Regions from separate parts of the Sus scrofa genome. Here region 1 is linked to region 2. A link is a contact called in public HiChIP or PLAC-seq data. All regions are on one chromosome and are shown on one strand. Each heading gives the region's core, a stretch centred on a gene start, on an enhancer-like site or on the middle of the called end of the contact. The rest is flanking DNA. Distances are from core to core; before and after follow the strand shown.

Region 1 (6,033 bases), core at 2,236-4,735, 530 kb before region 2:
CACACGTGCAGCAGGCAGCTCAGAATGCAGCCATGGGGGCGGCGCAGGGTGCCATGAACCAGCCGCAGACTCAGTATTCCACCACCCCCAACTACACGTACTCCAATGAGATGTGAACCAACTGAGCCTACTGGGAGCTGGCTAGGGGCCTGTGGGACAGGGGCTCAAGCCACACGGTCTGTTGTGGTGACCAAGCAGGGTTCCCCCTTCCCTTTTTCTCCTTCCTGACTTTGTACAAAGAATCAGAGTTATATATATATATATATATGTATATGTATATTCTCCCCCTCCCCCACCCCGCCGCCACACCCTTTGGATTCTGCTCTCAGCACTCTGAGAGCTGTGGGCTGCACGTGGACCTGTCCCGTGCAGTGGTAGTTGTGTCTTTGTTCCCTTGTGAATAGTGTGTAGTGGAGGTCTCTGTTGTTGTGGTGCTAGATGTGTGTTTAGAACTAAACCAGCCCCCCATCCTCCACCAGGCTGCCCCCTCTGACCTTCGCCCATAGCAGAAAGCCTGGCCACTCCCAAGGGTTATGAGCTGAAACTGTTTCCACTTTTGGTCTTACTGGGAAGCAACAATATTTAGTACTCATGGGGCTGGTAGGTGGAAGGGTGGGGACCTGCAGGGGATCTTCCCTTGCTCCTTCCTGTCTGGCTTTCCCCACCCTAACCTCCTTCCCCTGTTCTCCTTTCCTGCTGTCAGATTCCTAAGGTCTCTTCTCCCACCCAGGTCTCTCTCTTCCCCATGTAGCTTTTCTTTGTCTCTCCAAGGCTGAGTGTCCCAGTTGTATCTGCTCCTGAGACTGAGACCATTCCTAGATCAAGGAAGCAGATGGGAACTGAGTCTTAGCCCTGATGTGGAAGGGCACAGAGCTGGAGGTGCAGTACCTGACTCCCAGGGAATGGAAATGCAAGGCAGGATCCTCTCTTCCCGGCCTTGCCTTCCCCTCCCCTTCCCAGAGCCCCCTTGAGCTCCTCTGCCTGTGTCCCTCCCCATACTCTTGGCTGCTTTGGCCTGATTCTCCTACCCTCTGCCTACTGTGTACTAGGTGGCATCTGCCATTCATGAGGGCAGATTCCACTGCCTTCCCTGAAGAGCTAAATAGTGTCTAGGCAATTTTCAGATGTAAAAATACTGCTGGAGCAGAGGGTATATAAATAATTACTGGTTCCTGGGTGATGTCTGGTTGGCCCAAGGCCACTAGGCAGGTGCTAGGTGTCTCTAAATGACCAGTGGTTTTCTGGAAGCAATCGCTGTTCTGTTTGGGTTTGATAGAAAGGACAGGCTCAGAGGGCTGGGCTGGGAGGGAAGATCAGAGGAGAAGGCAGGCAGGGCCCTGTGGGAGGGGATCATGTGTCCCTTGACCCCAGCTTTCTCTTCGTCATAGGGCAGTTCTGGGCACTTGAGCTCAAGGCCCAGGAAGAAGCCAGGCCCAATCCTACATGCAAGGACAATGATGGCAATGGGATTTCAGGTTAGGTGGGGTGGGAGGGGAGGCACTCTGGCTCTTGTTTTTCTTTTTTTTTTTTTCTCTTTTTTTAAATCAGATCAAGATCCCTTGCTCCCCTCTGCCTACCAGACTTGGTTCTTGGCCCTTCCTCCCCCTGTCAGAACTTCCTTTCCCTCCCAGGACAGTGATTGCAGGCCTATGGGGCTGTTCTATTCCAGGCATTGTGAGAATATTGCTGGTAGAGGCACTGGCTCTTTCAGAGACCTGGAGGGGAGTGGGATCTCATGCAAGGAGCAACTGCTCATTTCTCACTCACTGCCCCCACCTCCTACCTGGGCTACTTGGCTTGAAAAACCAAACACTACCTGGCCACTTTGGGTGGCTCCAGCTTAGAACACAACACCTGGATTTCCAGGTGCCATCCTGAACTTTGAGCTCCAGATACTTTGTTTTCTTATACAGGGAGCCAGGGCCTCTGGGAAGTTCTCTTCCTAATGGTCAGAGTGTGATTGACTCTTTACTCACTACCACTCTCTCTCTGGAAAGCACAGCCCCAGGTACCTAAAAAGAGACCCTAGGTCTAGGTTCTTCCTCCCCTTTCTTCTTCCCTAGCCCAGACCTCTGGCTACCTTTATCTCAGTCTCTTTGGTAGCTCCAAGAGTCCTGTGGTCCAGCTGCCAGCCCAGCATCCTTGAAATGTTGGATGCTCTCTCCAATCAATTTCCTGTCCTACCTGCCTTTCCTCTTTCCTGGCTCAGACCTATATGGCCATGATCTGGTTCTGCCCTTGGGAAAACCTGCTACCTGTGGGCAGCCCAGCTTGTCCAGGTTCTGGGATGCTGCATCTCCTGGCAACTATGCATTTTCCTGGGAAGGGAACCAATATGAGAAGTGGGGCTGGGCACAGATTCATCTCTGCTGGATGGCCTGGCATGAGGGTGGAGGAAGGCCCCGAGAATCCTCAGATCTGTGGCCAGCCAGTGACCTGCTTTTGCGTTCTGCTGGTGCCCATTGCCCTTCTTTGTTTCTGGGAGACACAGACCATTCTCCATCTGGCAGTTGATCTGCTGAGCCAATGTATCTGTCTGTGATAACTGAGTGAACCATAATAAAGGGGAACATTTGGCCCTCTGTGTCCTGCTGTGTCATGTGTCTTCATGTGGCCCCATGTGGAGCCTCAACATAGGCTGTGGGGCATATAGGTAGAGTGTGTCAAGGGGGTCTGTGGCCAAAGTTCACACACCTCTGTGAGGTTCTTTCGCTGAGGCAGTCTTGAAGTTGCCATAGAGGCCTTCTGCCTTTTAGAAGGAGGAGTTCCCTGAGTCAGATGTAGAAGGCTGGATCAGTGGGTGAGGGGTGGTTTGGGCCAGACTGTCACTGTAGGCAAGGGCAGGGGTAGAGCACAGAGGTCCCCACCTCCACTCTCATCGAAGGAGATCAGCAACTGATTGAGCAGCCTCAAGGAACATAAGGGGATCCGGAGGCCTGTGGATGCTGGAGAATGAAGACAGGGAAGTGTAGCCAACATACACTTTCTGCTGCTTTCCTTTTGCCAATGCTGTGTCCCCCACGTGGAGGGCTGTTCTGGCACTCCATCCAAGCTCCTGGTATCTTTCAAGATCCACCTTGGGTGGCTCCTCTGAGAGGACTTCGCTGCCTCTAGCTGTTACTTAGGTCCCTCTGCTTCCTCATAGACCTCATTCTGTACAAAATTCCCTGTTTGTCTCAAGAGCAGGGAAGAGTCTGATTTATCTCTATCCTGTGCACTTAAAACATATAAGAGGCTCAGTAAATATTAAGTGCCTCAGTGGTGAGAGCATGAGATTGGGGGTGGGGAGTGAGGAGGTCAGGTAATCAGGCTAGACCCAGGAGAGAGCACAGGAAATAACGAACCTGGCAGTAAGGGGTCCCCCGCAGCACTCTCCCAAGTGGACTACAGCTCCCAGAAGGCTGCGCGTTCGCGTAGGCTGCCAGCGGCTCTGGAAACGTTGCGTGCAGCCAGAATCAGCGGGAGGAGCGGCCGAGGTATCGCGGTATTTGGGGGCTGCCCCCGAGACACGCCTGCCGCGGGTGAGGAGTCAAGTGGGTCGTGGGGTTTGGTTTCTCGCACTGGGGCGGGAGAGAGGCTGGAGTAGCTTCGTTGGTGACCTTGGTTCCGTGCCTGTGTGTGTCTGCTCACTTTCCGTGCGCGTGCGCTGCGGGTCTGCGGCTGTGTGTGTGTGTGTGTGTAGGGGCTGTGGAGCTTGTGGCGCCGGAGCGTTAGGAATCCCTTTGCATCTCTGTCCTGAGGTGGGGGGTTTATATCTTCGCCCCCACGCTTTTTGCAACTCTGCGATTGCCTAGTGCCATTTAATCTAGCTTAAAAGGTGGCCCTGTCAGTTCCCCACATTTGCCGCTTGCCTTAAAAAAACAAAAAACAAAACCCGCTATCCTGCTTTCAAAAATGAATGGGGACCGCGCAAAGTACAGACTATCTTACAAGTTGGTAAACTAGAAAAAGGAAAACCTTAGGATATTGCAGTTTTCCCCTAACTCTACTTAAAAGTGCTGAATGACTATTCAAAATGAGAGTGAAGGAATTCCAGTTGTGTGATTCACGAGGTAATGTACCCGATTAGTATCCATGAGGAGGCGGGTTCCATCCCAGGCTTCGCTCAGTGGGTTAAGGATCCAGCATTGCCCGTGAGCTGTGGCGTAGTTCGCAGAGGGGCTCGGATTCCCCGTTGCTGTGGCTGTGGTGTAGGCCAGCAGCTGTAGCTCCGATTAGACCCCTAGCGTGGGAAGTCCATGTGCCGCACCTGTGGCCCTTAAAAAAAAAAAAGGGAAGAAAAAAGAAAGAAAAAGAGAAAAAAAAGAGGAAAAATTTTGTCAGCGAAAAACCTCATGCTGTACTTTGAGGTATTGGAGGCCGTTGCCAGATAATAGGCAGGAGAGATTCCCAGGTTGGGGAAGTGGTGGGGATCTTGCGGCAGGAGTTTTCCACATCTCTCCCAATGGTTGAGAGGTGGCAGTACTGTCAGTCCCTTGCTAGTAGCGCTGTGTGTGCATGTTATATTTACCTATGTATCCTTAGCATGTGGCCTTGAGGTGGGGTACCTAATGAGACTCTAGGAGCAGCAGACTCAAGCATGCTTGCCTGGGTTTGAGACAAGAGCAATCTTAGCAGAATGTCAAGACCTTGAGCTCTCTCTGAAGAGTTCCTTGCCTTTCCTTGGAAGAAGGAGTTTAAAATGCCCCTGTGGCCACATGACTCCTTTTAACGACTTTGGGTTTGGGGGCAGAGTGCCACTATGAGCTATAACTGTTTAGTTATTACTGGAGCAGAGTTGTATTGACTGGTGGGAGATGAGGCCGGAGCACAAGTCTGGGGCCAGTAGTGAGGAACTTTGATGTTAGGCTAAAGGATTCAAGCTCTTAATGGATCCTGGATCCCTGCTCACCCACCCACCCACCCATACCCCCACCCCCGAATTTGGTTCTGCTTTTTCCTAGGCCCTCGCTCCTCATGTTCCTGTGTTGTGCTGGGCTCATACTCCATCTGGCCTCTTTTTTTAGCCCTGGTTCTGCTCTGGCTCCTCACGTGCCCATATTGTGACTGGCAGATATTCCTAAAACCTTTGCTTAACTTTGCCCTAATTAAACTAATTAGAGAAGAGACTCACACATCACAGCCCTGCCATGCTGAAGCTCTTTACTCTGTCTGGCCCTGTCTTCCTAAAGGACAGAGAGGCTGCCATTTTTCTGGCTGTGGCTGCATGCATGTGGCTACCTGCATGGCTTGGTGTCCTAGGAGCTTGAGGTTCAATAAGCATAGCCTTCAGGCCTGTAACCTCTCTGCCTGCCAACTCTTTCTGCTGCTCAAGAGTTCCTGTGAGTACAGCAGGGCTCAGGAAAATGAAGTGCTGTCTACAGCTACCTTGGCTGTGCAAATAGATGTTTCTAGCAGGGACTGGGTAGAGCAGCAGGCTTACTGGTTTGGGATTTGTTCTTTATTTGAGAATAAACAAAGAACTAAAAATTAAAAAAAAAAAGAACTCCTGCCAACTGTTGCCCTCCATGATCCTGTTAGATTGACCTGGTCTGAACTTGCTTTCAAATTTGGTTAAATTATCCACTTTCTTTCCTTTTTTTTTTTTTTTGTCTTTTCTGGGGCCGCACCTGTGGCATATGGAGGTTCCCAGGCTAGGGGTCTGATTGGAGCTGTAGCCGCCAGCCTACGCCAGAGCCACAGCAACTCGGGATCCGAGCCACGTCTGCAACCCACACTGCAGCTCACGGCAACGCCGGATCCTTAACACACTGAGCAAGGGCAGGGATCGAACCCGCAACCTCATGGTTCCTAGCAGGATTTGTTAACAACTGAAGAATGTTTTCTGCTTCTTAACACATATGATTAGCATAATGAAAGAAAAATCATGAAAAGGGTAAACTTTGGTTTATACTCATACTTTTACAATGGGCTAGATGTTCTCATATTTCTAGTTACCTCAGATATTTCCCATATGAGCTTGAAGAAGTTACAGTATCTAGGGTGGCATAAAAAGTGGCCAGGGGAAAATTTACATTTAGATTTTAATTTTTT
Region 2 (6,041 bases), core at 2,057-4,556:
TTGTTTTTTTCCACACTCTGGGCATATGTGAATTCCAGGCCAAGGACTGAATTCGAACCACAGCTGTGACAATGCAGGATTCTTAACCCTTAACCTGCTACGCCACAGTAGGAACTCCTAGGTCACCAATGACCTTGATAAGAATAGTTTCAGTAGTGTGAGGGCGAAAGAATGGCTAGAGGGGATTAAGAAGAGAAAGAGAGGAAAGATAGTGCAGGCAGCTAGTATAGAAGATGGCTATTTTGAGGAATTTGGTGCAAAGGTAAGCAGAGAAGTGGCGAAGTAGCCGGTGGAGAAAATCTAAAGATGTAAGTGATGGAGTTCCCGTCGTGGCTCAGTGGTTAATGAATCCGACTAGGAACCGTGAGGTTGCGGGTTCGATCCCTGGCCTCACTCAGTGGGTTAAGGATCGGGCTTTGCTGTGAGCTGTGGTGTAGGTTGCAGACGTGGCTCGGATCCCGCGTTGCTATGACTCTGGCGTAGGTTGGCGGCTACAGCTCCGATTCGACCCCTAGCCAGGGAACCTCCATATGCTGCGGGAGTGGCCCAAAAAATGGCAAAAAGGCAAAAAAAAAAAAAAAAAGTCAAATAAATAAATAAAATTACTTAAAAAAAATGTGGGTTGACTCTTCTTGCAACACCCACAGCTTGTTGGTTGTCATTCCAGTCATTCTACCTCCATAAAATCTCAAATTTACTTCTCCTCCGGTCATTACCCCTGCCCTATCTCAGGCGCTTTTCATCTCTTATCTGCATTACTATAGTCATAGACCAGTGTGTCCGCCATGCTGCCACCAGCAGTCAGCCTGGGAACCACTGGCCCCACCATTCTCCCTTGCTGATTCCTTTCCTAAAGGAGGAGATGTCTGGGGGATAGATGTTATTTCCTGTGCCTGAATCAGAGTCCCAGCAGCAAAGAAAGAACACACTCCAATTAGAATAATGTGAGGAGAATTTATTAATAAAGGAAATTCGCCCCAAAGGAATGGACAGGGTGTAGGGAAACCATAAAGGTTATTGCAGTTGCCTGAGACTGGTAACTGGGGGTCCTGTTACCCATAGGTTTAAAGAGGGTCAGGAATAGAAGACAAAGCTTCTGGAAATCTCTGTGAAGCTAAAGAATGAGTTTTTCCCAAGCACCTAGAAAGAGAGTGGCCAGGGATAGAAACCACCCTCCCCAATAGATAGGGGAGTAAATCCAAGGTGTGAATGTGTGACTGAAGCATTTGGGAACCAACTGAAGGCCATGGGCATGATGGCTGGGGGCCACTCAGGGGGTTGGGACTATCCCTAATAGAGGTAAACATTTACAACAGAGTCTAGCATTCAGCAAACACTAAGGAAGTTGCTGCTGTTGTTAAATCCAGTTTGGAGAGAGGCTCTGTGAAAAGAAGAGAGATTACAGAAAAGAAGTGTCCCAGAGTTCCCGTCGTGGTGCAGTGGTTAACGAATCCGACTAGGAACCATGAGGTTGCGGGTTCGATCCCTAGCCTCGCTCAGTGGGTTGAGGATCCGGCGTTGCTGTGAGCTATGGTGTAGGTTGCAGATGTGGCTTGGATCCCGTGTTGCTGTGGCTCTGGCCTGGGCCGGCGGCTACAGCTCCTATTAGAGTCCTAGCCTGGGAACCTCCATATGCCACAGGAGCGGCCCTAGAAAAGGCAAAAAGACAAAATAAATAAATAAGTAAAATAAAATAAAATAAATAAAAAGAAGTGTCCCAAAAGCAGCTGGGGGAAGCATATTCAAGCTCTAGTCCTGGAGATACTAGGCTGAACTGAGTCCTGAGAATCAAGGCTGCCCCTATGTCAGGGGACAAGAATGCAAGCTTTCTTGGTTGAAAGACTTGTCATGACATCCCCTCTTCCCATCCTGGGGCTTCCCATCCTGTTAGCTTCAGCGGGCTAGCCTTCTGGTAAATGGGCTTTCTAAGGAGCAGGCCAAACTGCCTTGATCTATTGATGGAAAAATTCAGGTCTGCCTGACAGTTGAATTTCTCCATGCAAATTAATACCTGGGCTTCTGGGCTTTGTATTTCATAAGCCTTTATTCTGTCAAATGCCAGTTCTGCATAGGGATTTAGATCTACTCTGCGCCAATGAAATTAGGTCTTGGAGCCAGAGGCCTGCATATCATATCTTTCAAAACAGTCAAATTTAGGGAGTTCCCGTCATGGCTCAGTGGTTAATGAACCAGACTAGTATCCATGAGGATTCAGGTTTGATCTCTAGCCTTGCTCAGTGGGTTAAGGATCTGGCGTTGTCATGAGCTGTGGTGTAGGTTGCAGATAAGTTTCAGATCCCACGTTGCTGTGGCTGTGGTGTAGGCCGCCAGCTACAGCTCCCATTCGTCCCCTAGCCTGGGAACCTCTGTATGCCATGAGCGCAGCCCTAAAAAGACAAACAGACGAAAAACAGCCAAATTTACCTAACTTTATAGCACTACCTTGTGGCAGTCAATCTGCAATTGGGAAGAATAATGAGGGGGAGGGAAGTTCTAGTTATATAGCCAGGAAGGGGAATATGGGCTGAAGCCTTTGCCTCATCTTAAGCACCTCCTCCTTTAGGAAGCCTTCCTTGATCCCCATGCTCAACCCAGGCTGGAATCGGTGCCCTCCCATTCCCACTTCAGGGCATTGGTCACACTGATGGAGGAATATCTCTTTACTTATCCTGACTCACCTGAGCTTCTGGTAGGTAAAGACAACGTCTTACTTGTCTTTGAAGCCCAGGGGGATTGGTACTGAATATTCAGTTAATATTTCCTTGAATGCATGACTCAATGAATGAGACAGAGACAGAATGAATGAATTAATGAAGGACAAGAGGGTGGACTGTAAACTATCCAGGGCAGGAACCCCGACTGCATTGCCGTACTCTAATCCCCAGTGCCCAGCACAATGCCTGTCAGAATCAGTGAGCAAGGTCAAGCCCCCTTTACCTCTCCCCAGAACCCGACCCCGACCACCCCTCTCTCTTCGCGGCTGCTGGCCAAGACAGAACATCGTGACTCCGCAGCCGCAGCCGTACAAAGCAACAAGAACCGGGCTGTGCCTGGGCTTGTTCCCCATCGCTACATACAAGGGATTTTGTCTCCCCTGCTGAAGGAATTCGCCCAGGATAGGGGTGCCCCTGGCTCTGTCTAGCTAGGGTACCTAGGACCTGCAGAGACCAGTATCTCAGCCGGTTCAGGCTTGGGCTTCGGCTTCTTCCATGAGGGCGCCTCTGGCGATGGGACCCCCTCCAGAGAACAATCCCCAGGCGGCGCCACTGCGGTGCCGCGTCCCGCCGGAGCGGGGGGTGGGGGACAGAGGAGTGGGAGGTGGCGTCTGCGGCTTTCCGCACATCCTCTCTCCCAGGTTCCAACTCTGGCGCACACCTTGGAGCACCGCACTCTAAAAACTTTAGGAGTTTTCCCTCACTTGCGTCATGGAAAAGGCTGGAGGGTGACGGAGCCCGGGAGGCGAGGCGGCGGCTGGAGAGCTCCCCCGCGCGGCGCTTAAGCCTCTCCGGGCGAGAGGTGTCTCCCAGCGGGGCCAGATGGGCAGAGGGGTGCGGCTGCCCTAGGGGCTGGCCCTGGAGGCTTGCGGGCCCCCTAGTTCCAGTGGTCTCCTCGCTCGCGTATCCCGATCTCGGCGCGAGGGAGTGAAGGCGACGGCCAAAAAGAAAAGCTAAAAGTAGGCGGGAGCCGAGCTCTTGCGCCCCAGGCCCGCGGGAGGGCGGAGCCGGGCCGTCCTTGGCCAGCCAGGACGCACGGAAGTGCAGTGGAGTTTGCCCAATTCCCCAGCCTGCTTTTCCTTCTCTCTCCCTGTCCCCACCCCTCACCTCCCCCCCACCCCCACTCCGCTGTTCCCTCCTTCCTTGGGACGCCACCTCCCGGAATTGCCTTTTTTTGTTGTTTTGGAGCTGGCTTCTCTCTGGCGGCGCAGAGTGGCTGCGAACGCTGGAGAAGAAGGAGGGCTGGGGGCGCAGCCCGCCACCCACCGGCGCCCACCCGCCACCGGCCAACCGCCCACCGGCGGAACCCCGCGGGGTAGAGCAGAGGACCGACGGTCAGACGCCCGGGCGGGCTATCTGCACTTCGGAGCTGACTCGCCAAACTCCCTGTTGAGTGTTTGTGTGTACGCGAGGGGCGGGGGGTCTACGCGCCGGGGCCGGTTACCGCTGGGGTTACCTTTGGACGAGGGTCCTTGGACTCAGATCAGGGTCAGACTCAGGCTCAGAAACTGCTGAGGAATTAAACAAACAAAAGAGGCCACTCAGCTAGTGGCCAGAAGTCGCCTGAGCGCCTCGTCGCGTCCCCTTCTTCCCCGGGGAGGGGGCTGGCCACTTGGGGGCGGGGAGAGGACAACCGAGCGGGCTGGGGGCTGGGGGCGCGGCGGGCCGCCGGGGTCGAGGAGTTGGCGGCCTGTTGTGTAAGCCTCGGTCCTTGTTTTCCCGGCCTGGCTCGTTGTGAAGCCGGACACATCCACCCTTGGATTCGATTCAGGAGGCTGCTGCTTTTCTCCTTGCCCCTCTTGGATTTTCTGGATTTTTGAAAACCCAGTGGCCCAGGAAGAGGAGGAGGAAGGAGGAAGGGGCAGATCTGCGGAGGAATTTGAGAGCCTCCCGGGGCCTGAAGAGCCAGAAGGAGCTGGGAGCCAGCGCTGCCGCCGGGTTTCTGGGACGGTGGTTTCCAAGTGATTCTCTTCTATTTTAGAACACGTTCCAGTGGAAAGTGTCGAATTCTTGCCCTTTCAGAGCCGATTTCTCGAGTCACTTGACTTTTCTTCTGACTGTGGGAGGAGGAGAGACTCCCCCTCAGGGGCTGCGGAAGGAAGGGAGGAAGACTGTGGACATGAACCCTCCCTGCTCACAGGCATGTGCGGGGAGACCTGGTAGGTCGGTTTCTGACCTGTGGATATTGCTTTGAAGAGAGTGAGGCTGACACCATCTGTGGATACCGAGAACACCCCCCCCCCCAGGGGCGGAGAGTCCAAGGGCTGTGGCAGGCCTCTGCTTGCTGGTGCATCCTTGGACACCCTAGCAAGTGTCTCTCTCCAGTTTTGGGCAGGACCCTCTCCTCGTCTTTCTGTTCCACTGACCCAGCCATGGCACTAAAAGGCCGAGCCCTCTATGACTTCCGCAGTGAGAACAAAGAGGAGATCAGCATCCAGCAGGATGAGGACCTGGTCATCTTCAGCGAGACCTCCCTGGATGGCTGGCTGCAGGGCCAGAACAGCCGCGGTGAGACAGGGCTCTTCCCTGCCTCTTACGTGGAGATCATCCGTTCTGGCACGAGTGCCAACCATGCTGACTACTCTAGCAGCCCTGCAGGCTCTCTGGGCACTGAGGTGAGCTTGTATGACAGCTCCAGTGTGGCCAACCCTTCCAGGAGTGCTGGGGGCAGTGGCTTCCTCTCAAACCAGGGCAGCTTTGAGGAGGACGATGATGATGACTGGGATGACTGGGATGATGGCTGCACAGTGGTAGAGGAGCCACGGGCTGGTGGGCTGGGCACCAATGGGCACCCCCCACTCAACCTCTCCTACCCTGGTGCATACCCCAGCCAACATATGGCCTTTCGGCCAAAGCCACCCCTCGAGCGGCAGGACAGCTTGGCATCTGCCAAGCGAGGCAGCGTGGTGGGGCGCAACCTCAATCGCTTCTCGTGCTTCGTGCGCTCTGGCGTGGAGGCCTTCATCCTGGGTGATGTGCCCATGATGGCCAAGATCGCAGAGACATACTCCATTGAAATGGGCCCTCGAGGCCCCCAGTGGAAGGCCAACCCCCACCCATTTGCCTGCTCGGTAGAGGACCCCACCAAACAGACCAAATTCAAGGGCATCAAAAGCTACATCTCCTACAAGCTCACACCCACCCACGCCGGCTCACCTGTCTACAGGCGTTACAAACACTTTGACTGGCTCTATAACCGCCTGTTGCACAAGTTCACTGTCATCTCGGTGCCCCACTTGCCAGAGAAGCAGGCCACAGGCCGCTTTGAGGAGGACTTCATTGAGAAACGGAAACGGCGGCTCATCCTCTGGATGGACCACATGACCA

The links. HiChIP or PLAC-seq counts read pairs in DNA pulled down with a chosen protein or histone mark.
Region 1: an H3K27ac HiChIP or PLAC-seq map of alveolar macrophages shows a contact between it and region 2. The contact joins the promoter of PPCDC here to the promoter of SNX33 in region 2. A contact is called at or near these places in 1 of 5 promoter capture datasets (fetal skeletal muscle), 8 of 47 Hi-C or Micro-C datasets (blood, embryonic fibroblasts, heart right ventricle and 5 more) and 2 of 2 datasets of contacts at active chromatin or transcription factors (alveolar macrophages and skeletal muscle).

What each region holds. Positions count from the first base shown.
Region 1 is chr7:58,546,743-58,552,775 of Sscrofa11.1, reverse strand. It overlaps PPCDC (phosphopantothenoylcysteine decarboxylase), which reads left to right and starts at 3,485. Exons shown (of 6, transcript NM_001243368.1): 1 at 3,485-3,521. SCAMP5 (secretory carrier-associated membrane protein 5) reads left to right here. Exons shown (of 7, transcript XM_001924572.4): 7 at 1-2,586. The coding sequence ends at 116.
Region 2 is chr7:58,012,863-58,018,903 of Sscrofa11.1, reverse strand. SNX33 (sorting nexin-33) reads left to right here and starts at 3,306. Exons shown (of 2, transcript XM_001929226.7): 1 at 3,306-6,041. The coding sequence starts at 5,087.